Regions from separate parts of the Pan troglodytes genome. Here region 1 is linked to region 2. The links are chromatin contacts, called in public Hi-C maps. All regions are on one chromosome and are shown on one strand. Each heading gives the region's core, a stretch centred on a gene start, on an enhancer-like site or on the middle of the called end of the contact. The rest is flanking DNA. Distances are from core to core; before and after follow the strand shown.

Evidence for each region. Hi-C and Micro-C count contacts between places; a contact is called where the count stands out from the background.
Region 1: a Hi-C map of induced pluripotent stem cells shows a contact between it and region 2, with 1.9 times the contacts expected there. The contact joins the promoter of SLC28A2 here to the enhancer-like site in region 2. A contact is called at or near these places in 2 of 7 Hi-C or Micro-C datasets (both in induced pluripotent stem cells).

Annotation. Positions count from the first base shown.
Region 1 is chr16:37,232,466-37,235,890 of NHGRI_mPanTro3-v2.0_pri, forward strand. SLC28A2 (solute carrier family 28 member 2) reads left to right here and starts at 1,785. Exons shown (of 18, transcript XM_510372.7): 1 at 1,785-1,925; 2 at 2,847-2,943; 3 at 3,079-3,167. The coding sequence starts at 2,863. It overlaps LOC104002295 (a long non-coding RNA gene), which reads right to left. Exons shown (of 7, transcript XR_008539572.2): 3 at 3,418-3,425; 4 at 1,388-1,719.
Region 2 is chr16:37,148,279-37,151,618 of NHGRI_mPanTro3-v2.0_pri, forward strand. It overlaps SHF (Src homology 2 domain containing F), which reads right to left. Exons shown (of 9, transcript XR_008539569.2): 7 at 1,362-2,009. Among named protein-coding and RNA genes, the nearest start is that of SHF, 20 kb to the right of the region's middle. Within about 2 kb of position 1,408, at least 18 of the 24 cell types and tissues checked have an H3K27ac peak or open chromatin away from gene starts, as enhancers often do. A contact at or near this core is called in induced pluripotent stem cells, where this site is marked.

The sequences.
Region 1 (3,425 bases), core at 535-3,034, 85 kb after region 2:
AATACAACACACATCTACTCTGTGAGGGATTCTGTGTACATCTGCGCACATACACATGCAGAACTGGGGAAATAGAAATATGACCTTACTTTGGTGATTGGAATCCGCATCTACATACCAAATAATCTAAGCCAGAATCTGTGGTGGTGATGTTGTTTTCACATATTTTACAAATATTTATTGATTGCCTAATAATATTGTGGCGGGCCTTGGGCCTGGGGATACAGTGAAGAACAAGATAGAGAACCTGGCCAGGAGCAGTGGCTCACACCCATAATCCCAGTACTTTGAGAGGCCAAGGCAGGAGGATGGCTTGAGCCCAGGAGTTTGAGACCAGACTGGGCAACATATTGAGACCCCTATCCCCACAGAAAATTAAAAAAAGACTTAGCCAGGTGTGGTGGTACACACCTGTGGTCCCAGCTACTCCAGAGGCTGAGATGGGAGGATCACCTGAGCCCAGAAGTTAGAGGCTGCAATGAGCCATGATAGTGCCATTGCACTCTAGTCTGGGTGACAGAGCAAGACCTTGTCTAAGGAAAAAAAAAAAAAAGACAGAGAGCTTGTGCTTGAGGAGATCACTGTCTAGTAGGCGATGGTATGTGCTCTATAGGGTTCAGCAACAACATGGTGCAATCAGAGTGCAGGGAGGGGTCCTAAGTTTTATCCAGAGGGCGTCATAGAAAGCTTTCTTTCTTCCTTTCTTTCCAGGCCAGGATAAGTGTTACCAGCTCTGCAAAGTCTTTCTCTCCCTCTCTTTTTTTTTTTTTTTTTTGAGATGGAGTCTCGCTCACCCAGGATGGAGTGCAGTGGCATGATCATGGCTCACTGCAACCTCTGCCTCCTGGGTTCAAATGATTCTCCTGCCTCAGCCTCCTGAGTAGCTGAGATTACAAGCCTGCACCACCATGCCCGGATAATTTTTGTATTTTTAGTAGAGATGGAGTTTCGCCATGTTGGCCAGGGTGGTCTCGAGCGCCTGACCTCAAATGATCCGCCTGCCTCCGCCTCCCAGTGTGCTGGGATTACAAGCGTGATTCACCGCGCTCGACCTGCAAAGCCTTTGTTGACACATCCGTCTTTCCTCACTGATCTGTTCGTTTTTTGATGGCAGAGACCTTGTCTCTCACTCATTTTTATGTCCTCACACGGAAAACGGTGGCTGGCTAATAGTGGTTACTCAATAAGTATTTGTTGAATGGATTAATAATTCCTAGCATTTATTTGGCATGGAATCATGTACAGTCGTGCTGTCTATTGTTTTCTAGGGCATGTCTTTCCAGCACAAAATGATGGTAAATTTTCTGGGTGCAGAGACGGCTCTTACTGTATTTTACAGGCTACCCAGTGCCTAGTCCAGTGGTGGATAATGCTTACAGGAACGTACCTGTTAGAAGTTCTTACAGAATTCTTTCGTTTTGTTTTGTTTTCTGACAGGGTCTCACTCTGTCGCCCAGGCTGGAGTGCAGTGGTGCAATCACAGCTCACTGCAACCTCCACCTCCAGAGGCTCAAGGGATCCTTCCACCTCCGCCTGCCGAGTAACTGGAACCACAGTCCTGTGCCACCGCGCCCAGCTAATTTTTGTATTTGTTGTAGAGATGTGGTTTCGCCATGCTGTCCTGGCTGGTCTCAAGCGATCCGCCCGTCTCGGCCTCCCGAAGTGCTGGGATTACGGGCGGGCGCCACCTCTGCATAAGTCTTAGGCCTGCAAAACAGTCTTAAAAACATATAATATTTAACTTGAGAGGTGCAGTCCTCCTCTACAGTGAGGGCAGGCTCAGCGAAGGAGGGCCCAAGGCATAAAACTAACCAATGGCAGGAAAGCCCCCATGCCCCACCCAAGCTGCCCCTCCTCCCTCGCAGCTGAGCTTTTCTTTCAGTCCTTCACTGAGGAGCCAGAGGGAATCAATTCCACAAGCTGGGGTAAGTAAAGGTGTTTGGGGGAGGGCAGGTGCCTAATTTACAAATTTTTAAAGAGATCATATTTAAACTAAATGCAGGTAGTTTTGTGCCTAGTCAGGAAGGCCCTAATTTACACAATATAAGTTGGTTATGTATGTTTAATAAAATTATACTTCAAATGCTTGAAGAGATCACATTTTCAAAAGCAATTCCATGGAGAAGGGAATTTTCTGCAAAGTAAATAAATATCTCAGAATGAACTTATATTCTAATTGTGAATGTCCATGTATTAAATTTGCTTATTCTGAGGCCCAAATGTTTGCTTATTTTGTTTAAAAACTTTACTTGGGATCATTAACATTCATACTAATTATTTTAAATGTAAGTTTTGTTAATTTCAATGATGAGTTCTCTCTGGGGCATAAAAAACCAATTCTTATGCTACATTATAGTCAGGAATTTGAAGGCCTGTAAATTGTTGTCTGTTCAGCAATACTTTAGGGTCTGGGTCTTCCCAACTGCCTTCCTCCCTGTTTCCTTCTTACTCAGCAAGCTCAGTGGGGCCTCCCTGGGGCTAAAAGGAGTAGTTACCCTATGACTCTTCCGTTGAGGGTCCAAGTAGGAACCTTTATAGCCCAGATCCTGGGGCCCTGGGCGGCCCACTGATTCATTTCAATTCCACTGCCTTTCATTTCTCTTCTCCTATCTTACTGCCCCTTCTTTAGCTATTCACAAGAGGAAATAGGATTTTATTTTTCATTATTTATTATATAAAAATTACACATCCAGTCTCCTCAATTCTCAGTTCTTAAAGAAATCAACTAAGCCTTCAAAGACTTTTAGTTTTGCGTTTTCCATGGGTAACTGGTCCTAAAAATTCTCCCCATCCCCACAGGACAGAATGACCAATCTTTCAGGCTTGGCCCTGAATTTGTTTTTCAGTTGAGGAGAACAGGAGATGGAGAAAGCAAGTGGAAGACAGTCCATTGCTCTGTCCACAGTGGAGACTGGCACAGTGAACCCAGGGCTGGAGCTCATGGTAATCACCAGTTTTGTTTCTCTCTGCAGGGCTGTGGGCTGCTGCATGGCCTCCTGTAGGGTATTTGGCTGCTCTCAATCCCCATCATCCCTAGCAGGGCTCCATGACTGATCCCAATGCTCCCTGTGCTTGTAGGAAAAAGAAGTAGAGCCTGAGGGAAGCAAGAGGACTGACGCACAAGGACACAGCCTGGGGGATGGACTGGGCCCTTCCACTTACCAGAGGTACTGGTGTTTTGGAATCTTGTTCAGTTAGGAAAGGATCTAGGGTGGGCTGCCCCTTCAGGCAGCTTGTGGTATTATCACAACCGCTCCACCTTACCATGTGTACATATATATATGTATCTTACATAATTAATTAACTTAAACATGTGCCATAAACAACAGGAGTTCAGCAGTATCAGTGTTGGTTGCACTGAAAATAAAAATAATAACAACGGTAATAATGACTAACAGATTTTGAGTGTATACTTACTATTTTGC
Region 2 (3,340 bases), core at 158-2,657:
GAATTTCTCTGAGTGTGCCCCTTTTTTTTTTGAGACAGAGTTTCGCTCTTGTTGCCTACGCTGGAGTGCAATGGCACGATCTTGGCTCACCGCAACCTGTCTCCCGGGTTCAAGCGATTTCTCCTGCGTCAGCCTCCCAAGTAGCTGGGATTACAGGCACGCACCACCACGCCCGGCTAATTTTGTATTTTTAGTAGAGACGGTATTTCTCCATGTTGGTTAGGCTGGTCTCGAACTCCCGACCTGAGGTGATCTGCCCGCCTCGGCCTCCCAAAGTGCTGGGATTACAGGCGTGAGCCACCGCGCCCGGCAAGAGAGTGCCCAATTTTAAGTGATCCTTCCTATTGCTTCCACAAAACGCCTGCATACCACATATCCTCAATTTCGAGAAAATAGCCACTGGTTTAGAACTCTCAAGTACTGTGATTCACAGCACACTTTGGAGGTTGCACGTTTAGGTTCTGGAAGAGGCCCTCAGACGGCCCTTTGGCTCAGCGGTCCCCCGAAGGTGCCTGCCCAGCATGTCGAGGGGTCCTGACCAGCCTGCCCGCGGGGTGGGGCGGGCCTGGGGCAGCCTGAGAGCCGCTCCGCCTGGCGACCCAGTGGGCCTCCCCGGGCCCGCCCAGAGGCCTGGGCGGGTTCCAGCGGTGGGCGCCGGTCGGGGTGCGGCCTAGGCCGCGGGCCGGTGGTTAGGGGCTCGCAGGCCGGCCACGCCCGAGAGTCTGCCCGGGACAAACCCTTCCGTTAGGGCGCGAGGGAGGCGCTGCAGGCCCTCAGTTCCTCGGCCAAGGAGACAAGCGCGGCCCGCGCGGCCCGCCCCGCCAGCCTTCCCGCCTCCGCCGGCGCGCGGCTTCCGCGTGGCAGGCCGCCCCGCTCCCCGGCCTGGCGCGCTGCCTCTTTGTCTCTCCGCGCCTCCCCTCCTCCCAGACAAATGGCTGTTGGCAGGAAATTGGACGCGCTCCGGGGAAGCCGCGCGCCGCGGGGAGGGGGCGCCGCGCGGCCAGAGGGCCTCGGGTGCCCCCAGCCGGGGCGGGGGCGGCGGGGATGTTTTGACATCTCGTCAAAGAAAGGAACTTGATGCTTCGAAAGTGCTTTTCACAGCCGGGCTGTGTCTGCTCCAGAGCTGATTTATATGCAGAATCTGCGCTCGCTTCTCCGCTCCCTCCCCCGTCAGCCCGGGGACGGCGCCGGAGGCGCGGGCGCGGCTGTGCCCGGCAGGATCGGGTTTATTTATTGCCTCTGGCCCGGAGCCGGGGCGGCCTGGGGACTGCACAGTTCCCTCTGCCCGAGCCCCTCCCCTTCTCTCCCCACCCCCCAAAGCCGGCTGCTTCCCAGGGGCCTGTCTTCCCCAAACCTCTTACCAGACTCTGGGCGGAGCCCTCCGACGGTCTGGGGTGGAAGTCGGGGACGGAGGCAGAGAGGTGGTAAGGCGCCCCAAGGGGCCGAATTCTGCACTACCTCGCACGGACCCAGTGGGGAGAGGGTGGTGGTGGTGGAGGTCACCACCTCTGCCCTAAGGTCGGAAAGGAGCCGGAGCTGCCAATCTGAAACTCCCTACCCTCCCAATAGCTCTGGAACCCCCTTCCTCCAGGGGCTATCCTTTCTCTCCAGGGATTCCTCTTTCCCCAGCTCCAGACAACCCCTTACTCCAAGGCCCCGGGAGCCCTTTCCCTTTAGAATAAATTAAGGAATCTCCAGCTTCTACTGGATCCCAGGAGAAGAAAGGTTTGAAAGATCACGTCCCTGGCAAGAGCCACAGCCCTCAGCCAGGTGATGGGCACAGGGCTGGGTACAGGTCTATCACAGTGCCCTGGCTTCACATCTAAAGAGTCCGGATGGCCACAGGGTAGAGCAGGGACATGTGTTCGGCTCCCTTAATGGGTAGCTTGCGGCTGGCATAGTGGTGCACAATTTCAGGGACGCTGCTGAAGGGCGGGCTGTTCTGGCCCAGCACATATTTGTGTTCCTTGGTTCGGGACAGCTTCATGTGCATGAATCCCTGGCTGCTCCTGGGAAGAGGAGAGGAGACTTTGGTGAGTGGGGGCTCTCCTCAGCCCCCTCATCCAGCCACCCAGTAACCCTCCCCAACCCTACAGCAAATGTGGTGGTTCCGAAGCCAGCTGAGAATGACAGGTGATTAGGGGAGGTGGAGGTCAGTCCAGAAAGAAGGGGTGGTGGTGGTGTAAGTAGGTAGCACTGGGCATTGGCTTTGTGGTAAGGCCACTGGTTGTGCCAAGAATGTGTGTATAGGGAGCATACAGGGTGTGTGCAGGTGGAAACTGAGCGACCAGCACCTCCCCCGACCCCTGCTGGCCAACCCTGGGGTCCAGGCACCCCGGCCCTCCAGCCTCTGTGGCCAGGGCCAGTTTAACCTCACCTTCCTTGAGCTCTTTGGTAGGACACCCGTGAGGGGCTGCTCCTGGTGACTCATGTGGAACCACATATGCCCTTGGCAGGAGGGTGGACAGATGTGACAACCAAGCTAGTCTTCGTTGGGGCTCTCCCTTCTAATGACTAGGGGGAAGGGGGAACCTGATCTGGAAGACCCCCCAAAATCTGGGAGTGCTCAGCTGCCTCCTCCTGGGGATATCCCTTCACTCTCTTGCTTTCTGGGTCTTGGACCAAGCCCCTAGCTCATTTATCCGGCCCTTCAGCCTACAATGACTTCACTCCCTTGCTCAGAGGAGACATGCTCCTGCCTCTGCCATCTCCCTGCCACAGCCAGGAAATCAGCATTAGTGCCTGGCCCCGCCCTCAAGACAAGGACCCCACTGCTCAGAGCTCTGGCTAGCTCCTAAATGTCCAGGGACCCTCGGCCCATGAGAGGGCATGGGAGTGAGACCTCCAAGAACATTTGTCTAAACCACCACAGGCTTGGTCTGTCAGGCCTCAGGTCTGAAACTCAAGCACAGGCAAGGGGTGAGCAATGTTTTGGGGAGCCCTGAAGCCTAAGTGTTATATACTGCTGGCCAGAGCCTACTTGGGGACAAGGATGGGGCTTAGAGGTTAGTGTGGAAAGCAGAACCAGTGAGGGAGCTGCCTCCATCCTGAGGTCCACCCCCCGGAGAGGTGAGGCTGGCAATCCTTATCACTCGCCTCCCCTGCCTGGGTACAAGGCTCTGCCCGGACCCATTTCACCAGGCCCACAAGCGAGAAATCAGAGTGGGGAGGCTGAAGGGAGGTGACAGATGGGAGGAAAAACGGAGGCCCCAAACTCTATCCCTCTGCCTCCCCAGGCATGGAGTCCTCAGGAGCCTAGCAGACTGCTAGGAAAAGGCCTGAGGCCCCAGGGCTGGGAGTCAGGGTGCAGGGTGGCCGGGGCCATCTGTAGGTCTGAGAT